Regions from separate parts of the Anser cygnoides genome. Here region 2 is linked to region 1. A link is a contact called in public Hi-C data. All regions are on one chromosome and are shown on one strand. Each heading gives the region's core, a stretch centred on a gene start, on an enhancer-like site or on the middle of the called end of the contact. The rest is flanking DNA. Distances are from core to core; before and after follow the strand shown. Region 1 holds the start of MRPL48 (mitochondrial ribosomal protein L48). Region 2 holds the start of SPCS2 (signal peptidase complex subunit 2).

What was found. A called contact is a pair of places that touch in the nucleus more often than the background predicts.
Region 2: a Hi-C map of liver shows a contact between it and region 1, with 9 times the contacts expected there. The contact joins the promoter of SPCS2 here to the promoter of MRPL48 in region 1. A contact is called at or near these places in 2 of 7 Hi-C or Micro-C datasets (both in liver).

Annotation. Positions count from the first base shown.
Region 1 is chr1:211,129,041-211,133,177 of Taihu_goose_T2T_genome, reverse strand. It overlaps MRPL48 (mitochondrial ribosomal protein L48), which reads right to left and starts at 1,554. Exons shown (of 8, transcript XM_048047981.2): 1 at 1,363-1,554; 2 at 436-488; 3 at 48-85. The coding sequence starts at 1,383.
Region 2 is chr1:211,266,903-211,270,863 of Taihu_goose_T2T_genome, reverse strand. SPCS2 (signal peptidase complex subunit 2) reads left to right here and starts at 2,333. Exons shown (of 5, transcript XM_066990066.1): 1 at 2,333-2,650. The coding sequence starts at 2,348. XRRA1 (X-ray radiation resistance associated 1) reads right to left here and starts at 1,026. Exons shown (of 18, transcript XR_010828472.1): 1 at 31-1,026.

The DNA of each region.
Region 1 (4,137 bases), core at 305-2,804:
TTATGTAGATAAAGTTTGTCTTGCATGGGATTGATGAGAAGCCTTACCTGCAGCACACAGACGGCTTTCTCGGGGTGTTGCTGCTCTGTAGGAAACAAGACAATTATTATCTGTAGGAAACAAGATAATCATTAAAACTCCAATCTCACACAGCTATGGAAACGCTACATATCTGGCCGATCTCCGCAAAGCCTCAAATCCATCAGCCACGGATCAGATCCTGCTATCAGAGACTCTCTCCTGTCCTCATCCTAGAGGTCTTTCACCTCCCTGATTTCAGCTGAAAGTCTTCCCTCCACAATCAGAAAACTTTCCTTATCAAGAAGTACTTTTTAAAATCGCGTATGTCTTCTGACCCAGTCTGTAGCAGCGATCAAGTGTTCTTAACCCCTTATGCTGTGTTTTGTTTAACAGATTTGATTTCAAACCACTCACCTGCTAAGAGCGAACACCTGCTTCAGCAGCATTCCCTTCTTCAGGCACAGCACCTGCACCGCAGTCACAAAGCAAGCTCGGTGAATTTTCAGCGGCGCCTCCCAGAACATACCCCTCGAAACAACACCCCAAACCCTCCGAACGCGCCAACAAACCTCCCGATCCACCCACGGCTACCGCTCCCCACAACACCACCGCCACGCAGAGGGAAGTGACAAAGGAGGAGGGTGATGGTGACTACGACGAGGTTCTCCCGCACCCCCCTCACCTTCCTTTGAAGGAGTCGGGGTTGGAGATCCTCCTCCCTGCGGTTACAGATCCCACTCGCCCCTCGCACCGCCCCAACGTCTCCGGGCTACAACGGTCACGCGAACAACCCTTGCGCTTGCCCCAGCTCCGCGCGGACCAGCGACAACGCAGCTCGGCCATGGCGGAGCGAAAAAGGGAGCGTTGCTCTGCCGTCACCACAGCCCTGGTGGGCTGCATCTGGTTGACACCCTCGCCTCGCCACCAGAGAGATACGGCGTGGGGAGGACCGGAGAGCTGAAGGGTCCCCGATGGTGGTGACAGGGCTGGGGGCTGTCCTGGACCCTGTGGCACTGGGGTGGTCCCTGGGCTCCCAGGGAGGGGTGGGGAGGCCCTACACCTCCAGACCCATCACCAGTAACAGAATCTGGGCCTGTCACAGAATCATTAAGGTTGGAAAAGCTCTCCAAGATCATCTGGCCCAACACCCCCCTACCACCACTGTCCCCCACCAAACCATGTCCCCAAGCACCACGTCCAGCCTTGCCTTGAACACCCCCAGGGACGGGGACTCCACCACCTCCCTGGGCAACCCGTCCCAACGCCTGACGGCCCTTTCTGAGAAGAAATGTCTCCTCATTTCTCCTAATTTCCGACCTAATCCACCTCCCACCCCATTACCTTGGACCCCGCCGCGCTCATCCCCACAGAGCCGCGTCCGCCGCCCAAAGCGCTCCCCCCGCACCCCGCGGCCCCCGCCCCGCGTTCCGCCGCCTGTCCCCTTTCCTTTTGGGGCGTTATAGGGCGAAACCCCGGCGGTGGGGGAGCCGCAGGGGGATGGAGGAGGGATGGCGGCAGGCAGCGGGGGCTGCGTGGGGAAAATGTCTGCTTGTGCTGACGGGGGAGGGCAGAGACCGCCATAACGGGCATTTGTACAGCGCAGGAGCAAACAGGGGACACTCCTGCTGCGTAGAAGGGAAAACACACTATCCCTGTCCCTATCTTTGTCCCTGTTTTTGTCTCTGTCCCTGTCTTTGTCTTTGTTCCTATCCCTGTCTTTGTCCCTATCCCTGTCCTTGCCCCCACACCAGGGCCAGCGCAGCGCACCCAACCCTGCCCGCTCGCCGCTTCGCCTCGCTACCCGCCGCCCGCCCCCGCGGTCTGATTGGCCCTCCTCCTCGCTTCTTGCAGCGTGATTGGCCTTCCCCTCTCTTCTCGCAATCCGATTGGTTCTCTGCTGTGTCCATCAATACCAGCCGGACGCCGTTGCGTCGCGGCTCGGCGGCCATGTTGAGTGTGGCACGCTGAGCGCAGCCAGCCAGGCCCCGCCCCAGCGCCGAGCGGCGGCCATCTTGAGTGTGGCCCGCGCGGCGGCGGCCATGTTAGGGCGGCGCAGGGGCGCTGTGAGGGGAGCGGGGCTGTGGGGCTGGCAGCCATGGGGTCGTCCCTGTCAGCCCTCAGGCGGCCCAGCTCCGTCCCCTCCGGCTGTAGGATCACAGCCAGCACCCAGCAGGCTCCCCCCAGGCTCCTTCTCCTGCCTGAAGGGCGCTTGGGGTCGTCCTGGGCTGAGGGGATGCTCCTAAAGCTATCGGGGGCAGCCCTGCTGCCCAGAGCACAGAAAAGTTTTATTTTTAGTGCTTGCAGAGGCAGGACCGGACCTTAGCCCTTAGTAAACATCCACGTAGCAGTTACAGGGTCAGCTGTGTCCACGCTGGCAGGAGGCCAGGGGCCTCGAGCCTGAAGGAGGAGGATTGAACGGCACTGGGGGCCTGCAGCAGGCACGCGTGTGGCCTGTGGGAGAAATAAACACGATTTTATTTTTTTTTGAAGCAGGGTGCTCTGCTGAGGTAAATCCTGCCTTACTGCCCGCACTTTTACCCCTGTTTCTGTCCCTCTCAAGGCAATTCCCTAAAATATTTTAAATGGAAAGAGTGGGGCTGGCAGGAGCCTCTCTGATTTATATATAATGCCTGTTTATCGCTGAGGGGAGGTAGGCGAGGAGGTCTGCCTGGAAAAAACAACACAGTCACACCTTGATTCCTCTTAAACAACAGCAAAGAAAGGTATCAGCTCCTTACAGTTTAATGGAACTGAAGAGACCCTCGCAGGGTCTTGGCTGTCCCTGGCACCCTTCTTAGCCCTCTGCTGCTCCTCTTTTTCACCAACCCAAACCTTAATTTCCCCGAAGCTCTTCCCCACACTTCAACCTGGCCCCAATTTCCCCGTTCTTGCCTGGCAGACGCTCCTGGGGCTGAGCCCCCATCTCAGCGCCCTCCCTCCCGGGCAGCAGCTGCCTGGCAGCGTGGTTTCAGGGCAGGATTTAAAGCCCCGCGGACCGATCGCTGCCCCGATCGCTTTTGGCTGGAGCTGGCAGGGCTCCTGATGGACTTTCTCACTCTCTCTTTAGAGTTTCATCAGCGTTCGTTGGCACGGCAAATCTCCGCAGCCGAGCAGACTCGCGTGTCTGCTTCCTGCTCCGTCATCCACCCTGCCGGCCCCTGCCCTCGCTTGCTGAGCGCACGGAGCTCCCAACGCGCCCTCGACACCCCCAGGTATGCATGGAGGGAGGAGGAGAAAGGTGAGAGAACAAGGTCCACGCAAAAACAGAGCCCAGGTGGGCTTTATGCCGTGCGCAGGGCTGTTCTGTCCCCTCCACCCACGGTCTGGGCTCAGCACCACCTTCGCGTTCAGCCTGCCTGCTTTGCGAGGACGCGGGCTCCCAGACCTGAGCCGTGTTTTCGTGGCACTCCCTGGACACGACAAAGCTGCTCGTGTGGACCAGATGTTGTCCTGCCCTTTGATCACTCCTCCGCAGCCCCAGGCAGGGCCACCTTGGCAGTGACGCTTGTTTGATAACCCCAAGGCGCTTTCAGCGAGGAGCGCTGCTGGAGTTTGAGCTGGGTTCAGACCTACGCTCCCATTCCAGGAGGGCTGGGCTTCTCCTCGGGTAAACTTTGAAGCCGTGGACGCAAGGCCGTGCTTGAGGAGGGACGGCTGTGCCTCGAGGGGAATTAACCGACCCCATTAATTTACGGGGTGAGGCCGTGACAAGCGCTGCAATTACGAGCGTGTCGTGCCCACGATGGTGCTTTATTCCATGGCCTCAAATGCTGGATGTTCCTGGAGGGGAGCTATAACCCCCCTCGATTCCCTTTAATACCTCTCCCCTCATGGGCACTAACCTTTTGGCCATCCACGACACATTTCTGAGCATGGAGCATTGCCCCAGACCGAGCTCGGGGTACAGCAATCCCTGCGAAACACACAACAGGAATCCCCCCCCATCTCCTAGCGGCCTACACGTCTCAGGGAAACAAAGAGTCCACCCCTTAATTGCAGAGTTTCCACGAGGTCTGCCTCAGACTGATGAATTTTAAGGCCAAAAGGGACTGTTAAATGACGTAATCTGGTTTCCTGCAGGTTGCAGGCTATAGATTGCCGCAGCCTTACAGCTGT
Region 2 (3,961 bases), core at 1,084-3,583, 140 kb before region 1:
GCAGGGAGATGGGGAGGGAGAGGCACTCGCCAGAAATGTCTCATCCAGGACATTGTCTTCATTATTTTCTTCCACAGAGGCAGAACGTGGGGGCTTTCTCCTCTGCTGTGCTGTCTCCCTGGTGGTTCCCGGCTCGGCCCAGGCCCGTGGGGTGGCTATGGGTGCCAGCAGCCAGCGCCCAGCCCCTGGCACGATGGAGATGCACAACAGAAATGCAGGGATATAAAATGTTGAGTGACCACATATTTAAGATAGGGACATTAAAGCTGCAGCCACAGCCACAGAAGAGGAGAAACATGCTACTTTAGAGATGCTAACAGAGCAGTGGGATGCAGATGTAGAAATGTGGGCCGAAGAGCCTTCTGGAGGTCTCCAATCCACCCTCCCTCCCAAAGCAGGACCATCAGCAACATCAGATCAGCGGCTTTGCCTAGCAATTCCACCACCTCCCAGGGTAATTTGGCCTGCACCCAGTGCAGAAGTTTCTGCTAGCATCCAACCTAAACCTGCCAGGCTGCAATTTTTTACCTCATTATACCATCTGCCACTACTAAGAGGAGTCTGGCTTCGTTGTCTTTGTAGCTGTGCTTCAGGCAGCTGTAAGCCCCAGTCTGGTCTCCCCTTGGTCTCCTCTTGGCAAGAGGAAACAAGCTCAGAGCCCTCAACCTCTCCTAAAGGGTTACGTGTTCCAGCCCCAACCAGCCCTGTAGACCTCTTCGCTATTTCTCAAATATTAGAAGGCATTTCTGCCATTCCTAAGCATTTCACAGATGTGACTCTCAAACCCCAGAGACGAAGAAGCTCTGGCTCAGAACAACTGATGAAGAACCATGCCGTGCTATCCATGTGCCTTTCCTGAAGCTTAGATGTTGCTTCCCCCCTGCCATAATGTTGAGATGTCTGCTGGAGTTCTTATTGAACAGATGCCTTAAAGATTCTGCCCTCTTCATTTCAGTCTTAAACAATTTTAAGACTTTTTTTAGGCCAGTTTAGGCATAGCTTTAAGTTCTGTTATCTGGGTTATCAGCTGTGATGTTGATGCAGAAAACCACAGCTAAATGTATCTGGCATGGCTGGTGGATCTGCCCCTGTGGGCATGCCATAATTCTGCAGGGTGACTTCGCCAGCAGCAGTCAGCGTCACTTCTTTACTGTTGTGCAAAATGTTTCTGGCAGGAAAGCAGTTCGTGGCATAATTGCTTCCATCACCCATTTTATAGAGTCCGGTTGTAGCCATCTCGACTGCAGTATTCCTGGGAAAAGTGGGAAATAAATAAATGAGTTAAATTTTTCACTACTTCCAGCATTACTTTGCTTTAAGCAGCTCTTTACAGAGGTAGTCACAAATTAAGTATCGGCTTGTACGCAAAGGAACACTGTTAGTGCCACATGAAGAGCATCGCTTCTAAAATGGAGAACAAAATGAGGTGATAGGCATATGTGCATTATTTTCCATCTCAGGAGAGCAAAATGCAGACACCAGAGAGCGTGCGGGTCAGGCTGTGTGGACGGTGACTCAGGGGATTGCGGCTTTACCCATTCCTCCTTCCCCCGGCTCTTTTCCCTTGCAATCTGAGGAGGCTCTGGGAAAAAAAATCACCCACCTTTCAGTCCTTGGAAATACAGTTCGGGGGTGCTACATCAGTAATTAACTGTAGCATGAAGCACAGCACCATCGGTACGGGTAACGATGGTGCTTCAGCACCCACGGAGGTGCTCAGCGCCATGCTGGCACTGCTGGGTGGCACAGCGGCGAGATGGTGGTGGCACAGGGCATGCCAGGGGCACGCAGCTGCCCGTGTGACTTGTGAAAAAATACCTTTAAATCTCAGGACTTCTGAGGCCTTGCTTCACGGGGGTACAGAGGAAGGAGACTGGGAATTTGACATCACAGGAATGTGAGGAAATTGAGCCAAAAGCACGGGTAAGGTACAGGTGTGCTGGAAATTAGGTGCCTTGTGGTGAGCGGGTCACGTTAGGAAATCTTCAAGGAGGTTCAGGCGTTTATGAAAAACGCATGAGACTTGTTTCTCTGTCAGCTTAAGGTCGGACTAGGCGATCTTGGAGAACTTTTCCGACCTAAAAGATTTGGCGTGTCTCTGACCAGCAGCCCCCAGCATCCCCACCCGCCCGCGCCACCGCTCCCCACGCACACCCCACTCACAGCCCACCTTGCACACGCGCCTCCCTCAGTCCTGACACACTCGTGTACGTCCCCTACAGCGCCCCAGACACCCAGCACGCCCACACACACCGGCACCGCATGAACACCCACATGCACGGAACAGCACCACACGTAACCCCGCCTGAACACCCCCACACAACTCCCGCAGCCCCACACGGCCCAGATGCACCCCGACACTTCAATCCGTGCGCCCACAGCACTCGTCACCCCCCTTCCTCACCCCACAGACCCGGCGCCGCCCGCCCTCTTCCCCCTCTCCCCCCTCGGCCTCCGCGCCGCGCCCGCCATCTTCTCCCCCTCCCCTCGCCGCGCCGTCGCCATGGCAACGGGAGGGGGGGCAGAAAACTACAACTCCCAGCGTGCCTCGCGCGGCCAATCCGCAGCGCCCAGGTCGGCGGAGGAGGAGGAGGAGGAGGGAGGCGAGAAGATGGCGGCCAAAGGCGGCAGGAACGGGCTGCTCGACAAGGTGCGGGGCGGGACGGGGGAGCTCCAGGCGGCCTGCCAGGGCCTGCAGGGGGGGCAGGGAAGCTGGGGAGGGACTCTTTGTCAGGGCTGGGGGGACAGGACGAGGGGCACCGGCTGGAGCCTGGCAGGGGGGAGGCTTCGGGGAGGCGTTGGGAAGAAATTCTTCCCTCTGAGGGCGCTGAGGGCCTGGCCCAGGCTGCCCAGAGGGGCTGGGGGTGCCCAGGCTGAGAGGGCTTTAGGGCCCCTTCCACCCCAGACCCCTCCCTGGTCCCCCTTCGGAGCAGCAGCTTTGCTCGCAGCCCGGTTTCAGGTGCTCGTGGCGCAGCCCCTTTGTTGTGTCTGGGGGTTGCTGGGCCCTGCTGGCAGGCAAAACTAAAGATCTGGGGGCGTTTTATTCCCTTTTATTCCCGAGAAGACAAAAGCAGCTGCCCCTGTGTCAGGGCGTATCTACAGAGTGGCGTATGTGGCATCTTCCGCTCAACTTCAAAAGAAGGCCGGCTGCACTTGGAAACGCTTTAACTCTATTTTCATTTCTATTTTCATTAATCTCTATATACTCCTAATTCCTAAAGAGCGCCGTTTCCTCGTGTCTGCTGAAGCTGAGGTCACCCTTGCTGCGTATCTGCTGAAGTCACCCTCGCTGTATGCAACGTCTGGTGGCGTTTCTTTAAAATGGTCAGCTAACCCCCTAAGTAAATTCTTTTAGGGGACGGTGCCGGCAAAATATCTCCGGACGTCTCCCGCAGGTGTGCTCGGCTTGCAGCTCTGAAACGAGAGCGCTTTGTGGTTACGCTGCAGGAACTTAACAAGTGTCACGCTCTCGAGGCATCCCCGCGCCCTCCGCCACGTGCCGTGTGTCCGAGCGCCGGTTATTTCGGAAGGAAATGAGATCGTTGGTGAGGGAAAGGCACTGCTGCTGCGGGAGCTGAATCGCTCCGGAAGGACTCACTGAGAAGTTCCATCAGGGTTTGTGCACGAAGCACGTGTGCACGCTTGAGTCTGCTCTGTTTTCCTCTCCCTTTCTTCCCAGTGCTGGTCCATGCGCCTTCATTTCCTCCCCCTTGATGACTTAGATGAAGTCTGACCGTTTTCGGGAACCGGGCTATCTGTTGCAGAGGTATCACCTGGAAAATTGTCTTCTCAGTCCCTAATTGCTCACGTTTTTCTCAAATTGAAAAACAGCGCCTCAACGCCAAGGCTTTAAAGTCCTACAACAGGCTGCTTGTTTCACGTACCTGTTTGTACTTTGCTGGTAAGCTGAATCAGGGGGAGTTTAGGAAGACAGGCACGTTAATTACCTGCTTTTTTCCCC